Linked DNA regions of Mus musculus: all the other regions are linked to region 2. A link is a contact called in public Hi-C data. All regions are on one chromosome and are shown on one strand. The core of a region is the stretch at or near the end of the contact, and the rest is flanking DNA. Distances in the headings are between cores, read along the strand shown. Region 1 has its middle 50 kb from the start of Nr5a2. Region 2 has its middle 74 kb from the start of Kif14. Region 3 overlaps Nr5a2 (nuclear receptor subfamily 5, group A, member 2).

Region 1 (2,700 bases), core at 87-2,586, 470 kb before region 2:
AAAGGCCGCAGGACCCACTGGGCTTTTGGCATTGTAAACGTGCTTTGTCAGGTGACACACCTTGTGACACTGGCTCGGGCTTCCTACCCATGGAAATCTGTCTAATCTCACCCAAAATATTCTAAATAACAGGCAGATAAAATGGTTTCTCCAATAGCAGTGTGTGGAGGTCACACCTTTAACCCTAGGGCTTGGGAAGTAGAAGCAGGCAGATTTCTGAGTTCCAGACCAGTCAGGTCTATAGAGTTCCAGAACAGCCAGGGCTACACGTTGAAAACTTGTCTTCAAAATACAAACAACAAAAACACCAGATAGCTGCTCCTCACATAAAGTCACTCACAGCTAAAACTGATGTCCTCAGTTCCAAATCCAGAACAATGAACTCCTGCAAGTTGTCCTCTGACATGCTCACGTGCGCATGTATACACACACACACACACACACACCAAGTAAGAATGATTTTTTTTATATAATTCAAATTAGTAGATTTAGCCGGGCGTCGTGGCACATGCCTTTAATCCCAGCACTGGGGAGGCAGAGGCAGGAGGAGTTCTGAGTTCGAGGCCAACCTGGTCTACAAAGTGAGTTCCAGGACAGCCAGGACTATACAGAGAAACCCTGTCTCGGGGGAATAAAAAATTAGTAGATTTAAAGTTGGGGCACATTCATCTTGTAATGGGTATAGAGTATTAGGTCATCTCTCTCAGGACACCAGTAAGTATGGAGCAGAGAGAACTGGTCAGAGTAATGAAGTCTTTGAGGTACAAAGCTTGCCACTATTAAATCTCTTCTGAGAAATGGGGTGAGCCTGCCAAGTTCGTTGCGTGGACAACTGTGAAGTGGGAATACTCGCTGGCCACATGGCTGTTGTGGTTGAGAGAGATAGTGGGTGTTTTATCTAGCCTTCAACTTTACCAGAACCAGAGGATGACATAATGTGGGGCTCCTCCTATCAGGGCTTGTTAGCAAAACTCCCTGACAGAATCACAGTTTCACAACCCCTGCAGCCTGCATGGATCAATACAGAGGAACTCACAGACTCGGCATGTCGTTATCCAATGACTAATCACACTTGTCGGGACCATTTCAGGAGTATCCTGGTCACACTGAAGTCTACTCAAATTGCCTGCCATGTAAGAACTGGAAAAGAAACTGCTCACTGGTTTAGTGCCTGAAGTATCAGAAAGAAGGTGTGTTTATGGACTTGGTCAACGAAGTACAGCAGCCTAGAGATAAAGCATTGTGGAGAAATGCCAGCCAAAGCGAGCTACAGCTTTGGGAAGTCCGGCCAATCAGCCTGAGGCCACCCTGCATGGAGATAAGGCCTCTCTTCCCAGCACTCTCCAGCAGGTGCCACCCACTGACCAAACCCAACCAAGAACCAGGTGGGGGCTGGAGCAGTATCCTGGGCCCTGGAGCAGGGTAGAGGAGTAGCAGGGCAAATGGAAAGTATGCAACACCAGTGGAAGTCAGAACTGTTTCACCTGTCCACCCATCACTGAGGAGTGCCAAGATAAAGCTATTTGCTTCAACTCCCCTCCCCAGCAGTTCTAATGTAAAAATGGGGGAACACATTAATGCCAATAGTGATTTTCATATGCTTAAACATGATCTCTTAGTTCACCCCTCCAAATGTATTTGTGCTTAAATCCCCAAGAGGTATTTATTTATTTTCATCCTACAAAGAATGCCTGCTGTTGAGTGGCAACATTTTTTTTTCTGCTCCGTTTTTGCTCTTTACAAACCAGGTGAGCAATGCACTTACTTTGAGAGATGCTCGGGGGTTTGGGCTGCTTGTGAGCCCTGGAAATATTGATCAGTTTAAAATATTTGGACACTTGCATCTCCTGAATGTGCTTACTGCGGCCCTTCTCCTGGGCAGGCCTGGAGAGCGCCCGGCATTTTTGTTATCATGATGAATTACCCTCCCTGGTAGGTCACTCTTTTTTACCTGAAGTCACAATTTGCTCCTTCTTTAGGTCACAACCTGATTTTTTCAGGGTGACAGATTTATTGCTTGCTTTGTACTCCCAAAAAACAAATCGCCAACACTGCTCAAAATCCAATCCTGCCTCAGGATAGCCCCAGATTATCCCAGTGAGGAAGAAAACCCTGGCTTCTGAGGCTCTTTCCATACTGCACTGAATCCAAGAAGGAAGGAGGATGCTGGGGTGAATCACATTGCCAGAACAGCAATTGCTTGTTAGTAGAGTCTGGGGGAACCATCTTTGCAGGATGCTCCAAAGAGCAGAGCAAAGAACTTCTCTGACTTCAACACACTTTCCTGGGCCATTAAATAAGTGGGAGTGCCCTGTAAAATGTACCTAAATCCCAAGACTGGAGCTGGGACATTTCTGGGTTAGGAAAAGTGATGTCGTAGAAGTGTCACAAAATCGACTAGAATTGGCCGGGCAGTGGTGGCACAAGCCTTTAATCCCAGCACTTGGGAGGCAGAGGCAGGGGGATTTCTGAGTTTGAGGCCAGCATGGTCTACAGAGTGAGTTCTGGGGTAGGGGCATGGGGGGATGGGGGGGGGTGAGGAGCAGACTAGGATTGAAGTGGTGAGCATTCTGCTTCAGGTAATAAGAAGTGTGTTTAAAAATTCAACACACAAGGGCACACTTCCTCCAACAACGGGCCACGCTCTCCATCTCCAGCCCTGCCCCTAGGCTAACCAGCATTGTCCCCTTCAGAAAGGAG
Region 2 (2,723 bases), core at 67-2,566:
CTTGACGCAAATGTAGAATTTTCTTAAAACAAAAACAACAACAAAAACCCAAACTGTGAAAAGCAAGTGAAGAAGATCTGTAGAGAACTGGACTCCAATTTAGTCATTATTCTGTTGCACTAGCAGAGGCCACTTTAGTAAAAAGAAAAAAGAAAGGAAGGAAGGAAGGAAGAAAGGAAGGAAAAGGAAAAAGGAAAAAGGAAAAGGAAAAGGAGGGAAGAGAAGAGAACAAGGAGTGGTTATGCCACCCAGGCTGGCCCCCAGAACTTCTGTTGACCAGGCTGGCCTTGAACTCACCTGCTTCTGTCTCAGGAAGGCATCTTCCAGAACAATATTGGTTGCATTGTGGAAATCTGGAGAGACTGTTATAGAAAACTAATATTTTTTTCTATTTCAGTTTCCTCACACACATATGCATAGCCATGCATATATGCACAAACACACACATGCATTGCGTGCATACAGAGAGAGGCATGCACTCACGCACACACACTGATTGTGTCTGCAGACACAAGTATACTTACACTGCTGCAAAACTGTAAATTCTTTTTTTTTCTTTAAAGATTTATCTCTTTATTCTATGTAAGTACCCTACAGCTGTCCTCAGACACCCCAGAAGAGGGCATCTGATCCCATCCAGGATGGATGTGAGCCACTGTGTGACTGCCGGGACCTGAACCCAGGACTTTCGGAAGAGCAGTCAGTGCTCCTAACCGCTGAGCCATCTCTCCAGCCCCAACATTGTGAATTCTTGATTTCTCATATAAAGTGTAAGCTTTATTCCAAGCTCTTAGGAGTTAAAACTTTTAGAAACCATACATCTCTTAACTTAGTCAAAGAGGAGAAATACCTGCAAGGGTCACAAAAAAACCTTCCTAGAAGAGGTAAACAGGGAAGCTCTTGCTTTCAGGGGTTGTGCAGAGGGAGCATGCTTCAGGGGGAAGCTACACGCTATCACCTTCCTTTAGAACTATAAACTCTACAGATAACCATCTGAACGCAATCCCAGGGCAGCTGGTGTGACTTGTTACTACCAGCGGCTGCATCCCTGGAGCACGAGCCGTATGTATGCCAAGCCTTTGGTAAACCATGATGAACCAGGAACCAGCATCACACTCAGGCCCAGCACAGGCCAACAAATCAGAATCCGAATTTGACTTCTCTCCCAGTTATCAGCGTCCACACTACAGCCCACATAGAACTGAGGATCTGAAGCAGTACCCCTGCCAACCCCTCTCGGGTGGCCCTTGCAGTATCACCACACTGTAGAGTTTTGAGCAACAAAGGCCTGTTTGCCTAAGGTCACACAGGAAGATAATGGAGCAGGGATCAAAGCTCAGGTCATGGACTGCTGTACTTACGCAATCTTAGACTAATGTTATACAGACCTGGATTTCCTTCGCCCCAGCCGGAGAAGCACAGTGAGAGGGTAAATGGAGTTAGATGGAGACCTCAGATAACCCTGTGTGCCCAGCAGCAAGCTCCCCTGGAGCTGGAAGAAGCTGAGTCCCTGTTTCCCTCACTGCTGCTGCTGCTGCTGCTGCTGCTGGCAGACGAACCTGGGGGTTGTGGTGTGTCAAAGAAGCAGCCAGCCTCTTCCTCAGCCATCTGCCTCTCCAGATCACAGCCCTGCAACTAAGTAAACGGCAGAGCTGTCAGCCTTGTTATCTGCCCCTAGATCTGTCTACAGCCAACAAACAGATCCCCCAGGAAGGACAGCAGACAGTGGAGGTTAAGGACTTCTGGGAGCTGGCACAGGCCAGGCCCTGCACTGGGTGCTAGGGGAAAAAGGAATTGCTTCTAAGAAGTATAAACCTTTGGAAGGGGTGGGGGATGGGGAAAGAACAGGCTCTTCCCCAGACCTTAGCATCTACTATATACCCGTGTACAAACCCCCACAACTTAGAAAAAGCTCTGGTCTCCTCAAATAAAATTAAAATATCGCAAAACTTCACCTGGCCATAGTCTTTACAGATTGTGTAAGACTTTAACCCTGCATCATGATCAACAGTACAAATCTCAGCACTAGGAAAGCTTATTTAGGGAGATATTTGGGGAGTGGGGCTGTCCCCATGGGAAACCTCTCTCTATAAGCATGTAGGGGCCACAGGCTTCAGCAGCCAAGAAGTCACTGGTTTTGAGCCGGAGGGGGTGATGCCTGAGGAACACATTCAGGAGCCGGGGATAACTCTGAGAGGAGAGACACTGAGCGCCCCACTTGGCCAAGCATGGATGCCGTAGCTCTGATGACGCCTCCTAACCAGGGTCCTGCCTTTTCTCTGCACAAATCTACTCTGAAGTTAACTTCGTGGACAAAAAAGGAAAGAAAGGTCTTGGGAGCATTCCAGTCCCCATGTGCTCTTTTAAGAAAAGCCCTTCTCTGCCTGTGCCAAAAACCTCACCGTGATGACTTCTCCAGACTTCTCCCTGAATGCCTGCTTAATGCTTTGTGATAAGCAGGCTCGGAACTTCCAGGAACCAAGTCTCTTTGCATAAATCACTGTGCGCTTTAAAAGGAGGCCCATTCCTGCCCGGGAGGACGGGGAGGATTTAGAAAATACCCAGGGAGTAAAATGTCTACGATGTCACATCTGTGCGTTTCGCAACAGTTACAGTCAGGATTAGGTTTGGGAACTGGGAGATTACAAAGTGTCTCCCTCAATACTTCAACTTCAGCAGAATAAAGCTAGGAGGGCTGTCAAGGAGGAGTCGGCTTCCTTACT
Region 3 (2,700 bases), core at 182-2,681, 380 kb before region 2:
TCACTGGGAACAGCAGGCAGTAAGACCCAGCAACAGTAAAAGCCATAGGATAAGGTTAGATGGACAGCAGGTCCTTGGTGTTAATTGTCACATTGCTTGATACTGAGAGCTAAAGTAGATCTTGCCATTTTGGCAGCTTTAAGACCTACCCAGTGCTCACTGGCAAAAAAGCCTGTGGTCCTGTGCATGTTTTGACACCACCACCACCACCCCAACCCCATGCTGTACCACCACCCCAACCCCATGCTGTCCAGAAACTTACTATGTAGAGAGGGCGGGCGTCCCAAGCACTGGGGCTAAGTGTTCGCCACTATGTCTGTCTCTAACAAACTGCACCGCTTGGGTTTTGTTGTTGTTGTACAGAGGGTATGTATGCAAGTGGCTAAAATTACTTTTGTTATTTTTTTTCCCCCAAGAGTCTGATTCCTTCCAGGCAAATTTTAGTTACTGGTGGCACACAGGTATTTGAGGTCTTAGTCCTTGTATCATGTTTGATTTTAAACATGCCATATATTAACAGTTTTTTCAGGAGAGCCTTCTTTTAGACGAGAAAACTTTCCTTTAACCCTCAAGCAGACATTGATTTTTATTTCACAGTCAATTATTTAATGGCCCCAAATTAGCTTTTCAAGTGTTGGTACATGTAGAGGGGGCTGTCTAGCCCAGTGGACCTAAAGTGACCACGTTGGCTTTTTAGAACTTGCTTATTGCTTGGTCTGACCCCTGACCTGATGACTCACACATTCATTCAACACATGTTAGTGAAATTCCCACAATGCCCCGAGTCCTGGACACAGTTTAGTTAATGAGACCAACAAGGGCACTGTCTTTTTTTTTTTCCCCCATTGGTGCTCCTGTGCCAGAGGGAGGGAAGCTGATGATAGACAAGCTAACAAGGGAAGTGTTTACTGCCAGAACCGATCAGTGCACAGAGCAAACTGCAGGAGGCCAGCAGCCAACAGCCAGCTCTGCTTCTGAGATGGTCAGGGGAAGAAATGACCCTTGAGCTAAGGTCTGAACAGCAAGAACAAACTAGTGTGAACAAAGACATGGTGTCCAGGCATAGAACAGACAGAGGGGGAAAAAAAAAAAAACCCGAGAACTAACGCAACACTTCCAAGAGATACTGGAGGCCAATGGCTATCGAGGGACAGGGGGGAAAATGGCTCTCTGTAGATCAAGGCATCTGAAAGGTCCAGCTCATGGATGGATTACATACAGTTTATCCTTCTGGAACACGAAATCTTGACATTTAAGCAATGCTGTGATGTCAGGAGATGGTCCTAAAATATTATTGCTCAGGTGGAAAGTGGGCTCAACAGATGCAGGAGAGGAAACAAGAAACCCAGATTTCACCAGAGAGCTTTATACAGTGGCTTGGCCCAAGAACAGGAGCTGGGGGAGGGCTGAGTGGACCTGGGATACAGGTTGAGATAGACTGCCAGGACGGAGATGACGAGACAGGTCAGTTTCTGGCTGAAAGCATGGGCAGTCTTTATAAGCAGAAACAGTCTCCTGGGGCCAGCCCCAACAGTGCCCAACCCCCGCCCCCCCAGCCCCCCCCAGACCTCCCCCCCCCCCCCCCCCGACAGGCAGATCTAGGGCTACTTTCTCGGAGCATTGATTTGTTCTAATCTTTATTCCTAGTCTAGAACATGAGTGTAATGTAACTAAGTGAACCTGGTGCAGGCCCCTCCCTGTCTTTGGATTCAAGCTTTTCACAAAGACCCTAAGAGGTGGGCTCTCTGCAAATGTTCTTTCATGTATTTCAGAGGCAAAAAGCAGGCGAGATACATGCATCTTTGACAGGATATGTCGGGCAGTCCCTTGGAGACTGTCACTAGATGAATGTGACCTACTGTTTGATCATCAACATTGCTTATTGAATTGCAATTGTGGGAAAACCCAAGAAAGAACCCAGTCATTGAATATGTGAGTGATTAGCCTCTCTGGTCTGCTCAACACTGCCTCCAGTAACACAACACCTTATATAAGATACAAACTAGCCAGGCTCCAAATTCAGCAGGGAACCAGCTAAGGATAGTTTCTCTGCCATGCCCTCTTCTGGCTCTCAGATTGGCTCTGAGCTCAAGGAAGCAAAACACTTTGTGTTAAAATGACTAAATATTTTTTAACCACACCCCACCCTAGTGCTAGGGGTGGTACCATCCGGATTAGTGGTTTTGTTTGTTTGTTTGTTTGTTTGTTTTGGTTTTTGGCTTTTTGGTTTTGTCAACTTGACACAAGCTAGAGTCATTTGCCATGAGGAAACCCCAGCTGAGAAAATGTTCCCTCTAGCTTGGCTTATAGGCAGGCCTGTGCCGTATTTTCTGATTTGTTTTTTTATTTGTTTGTTTGTTTGCTTGGGTTTTTTTTTTTTTTTTTTTTCTCTTCAGACAGGGTCTCTGTAGTAGTGCTGGCTGTCCTAAGACCATGTAGACCAGGCTGCCTTCCAGACTGACACGATTCATCTGCTTCTGCTGATACCAGTCACTACTGGAATTAAATGTGTGTACTTTCACGTCCAGCCAGTGGGGACATTTTCTTGATTAATTACTGATAGGGAAGTGCCTAGCACACTGGGTCTGTGGGCCTGGGTGCTCTTAGTGGGCCGGGAAAGCCTCAAGGAGCAAGTCAGTAAGCGGCTTCTCCATGGACTTCCCTTTCACTCCTGCCTCCAGGTTCCTGATGCATTTGAGT

What was found. Hi-C and Micro-C count contacts between places; a contact is called where the count stands out from the background.
Region 1: a Hi-C map of liver shows a contact between it and region 2, with 1.9 times the contacts expected there. The contact joins two enhancer-like sites. A contact is called at or near these places in 1 of 15 datasets of contacts at CTCF or cohesin (stem cell-derived epiblast-like cells), 8 of 484 Hi-C or Micro-C datasets (the AML12 cell line, embryonic stem cells, liver and 1 more) and 1 of 9 other capture datasets (embryonic stem cells).
Region 3: a Hi-C map of liver shows a contact between it and region 2, with 2.7 times the contacts expected there. The contact joins two enhancer-like sites. A contact is called at or near these places in 1 of 15 datasets of contacts at CTCF or cohesin (pro-B cells), 6 of 484 Hi-C or Micro-C datasets (cardiomyocytes, embryonic stem cells, forebrain and 2 more), 1 of 115 datasets of contacts at active chromatin or transcription factors (cardiomyocytes) and 1 of 9 other capture datasets (embryonic stem cells).

The regions. Positions count from the first base shown.
Region 1 is chr1:137,009,042-137,011,741 of GRCm38.p6, reverse strand. No RefSeq gene overlaps it. Among named protein-coding and RNA genes, the nearest start is that of Nr5a2, 50 kb to the right of the region's middle. Within about 2 kb of position 1,336, at least 14 of the 459 cell types and tissues checked have an H3K27ac peak or open chromatin away from gene starts, as enhancers often do. A contact at or near this core is called in the AML12 cell line and liver, where this site is marked.
Region 2 is chr1:136,540,489-136,543,211 of GRCm38.p6, reverse strand. It overlaps a transcript of Kif14 not described here. Among named protein-coding and RNA genes, the nearest start is that of Kif14, 74 kb to the right of the region's middle. Within about 2 kb of position 1,316, at least 39 of the 459 cell types and tissues checked have an H3K27ac peak or open chromatin away from gene starts, as enhancers often do. A contact at or near this core is called in the AML12 cell line and liver, where this site is marked.
Region 3 is chr1:136,924,357-136,927,056 of GRCm38.p6, reverse strand. The region is part of intron 6 of Nr5a2 (nuclear receptor subfamily 5, group A, member 2); the gene reads left to right. Among named protein-coding and RNA genes, the nearest start is that of Nr5a2, 35 kb to the left of the region's middle. Within about 2 kb of position 1,431, at least 2 of the 459 cell types and tissues checked have an H3K27ac peak or open chromatin away from gene starts, as enhancers often do. A contact at or near this core is called in liver, where this site is marked.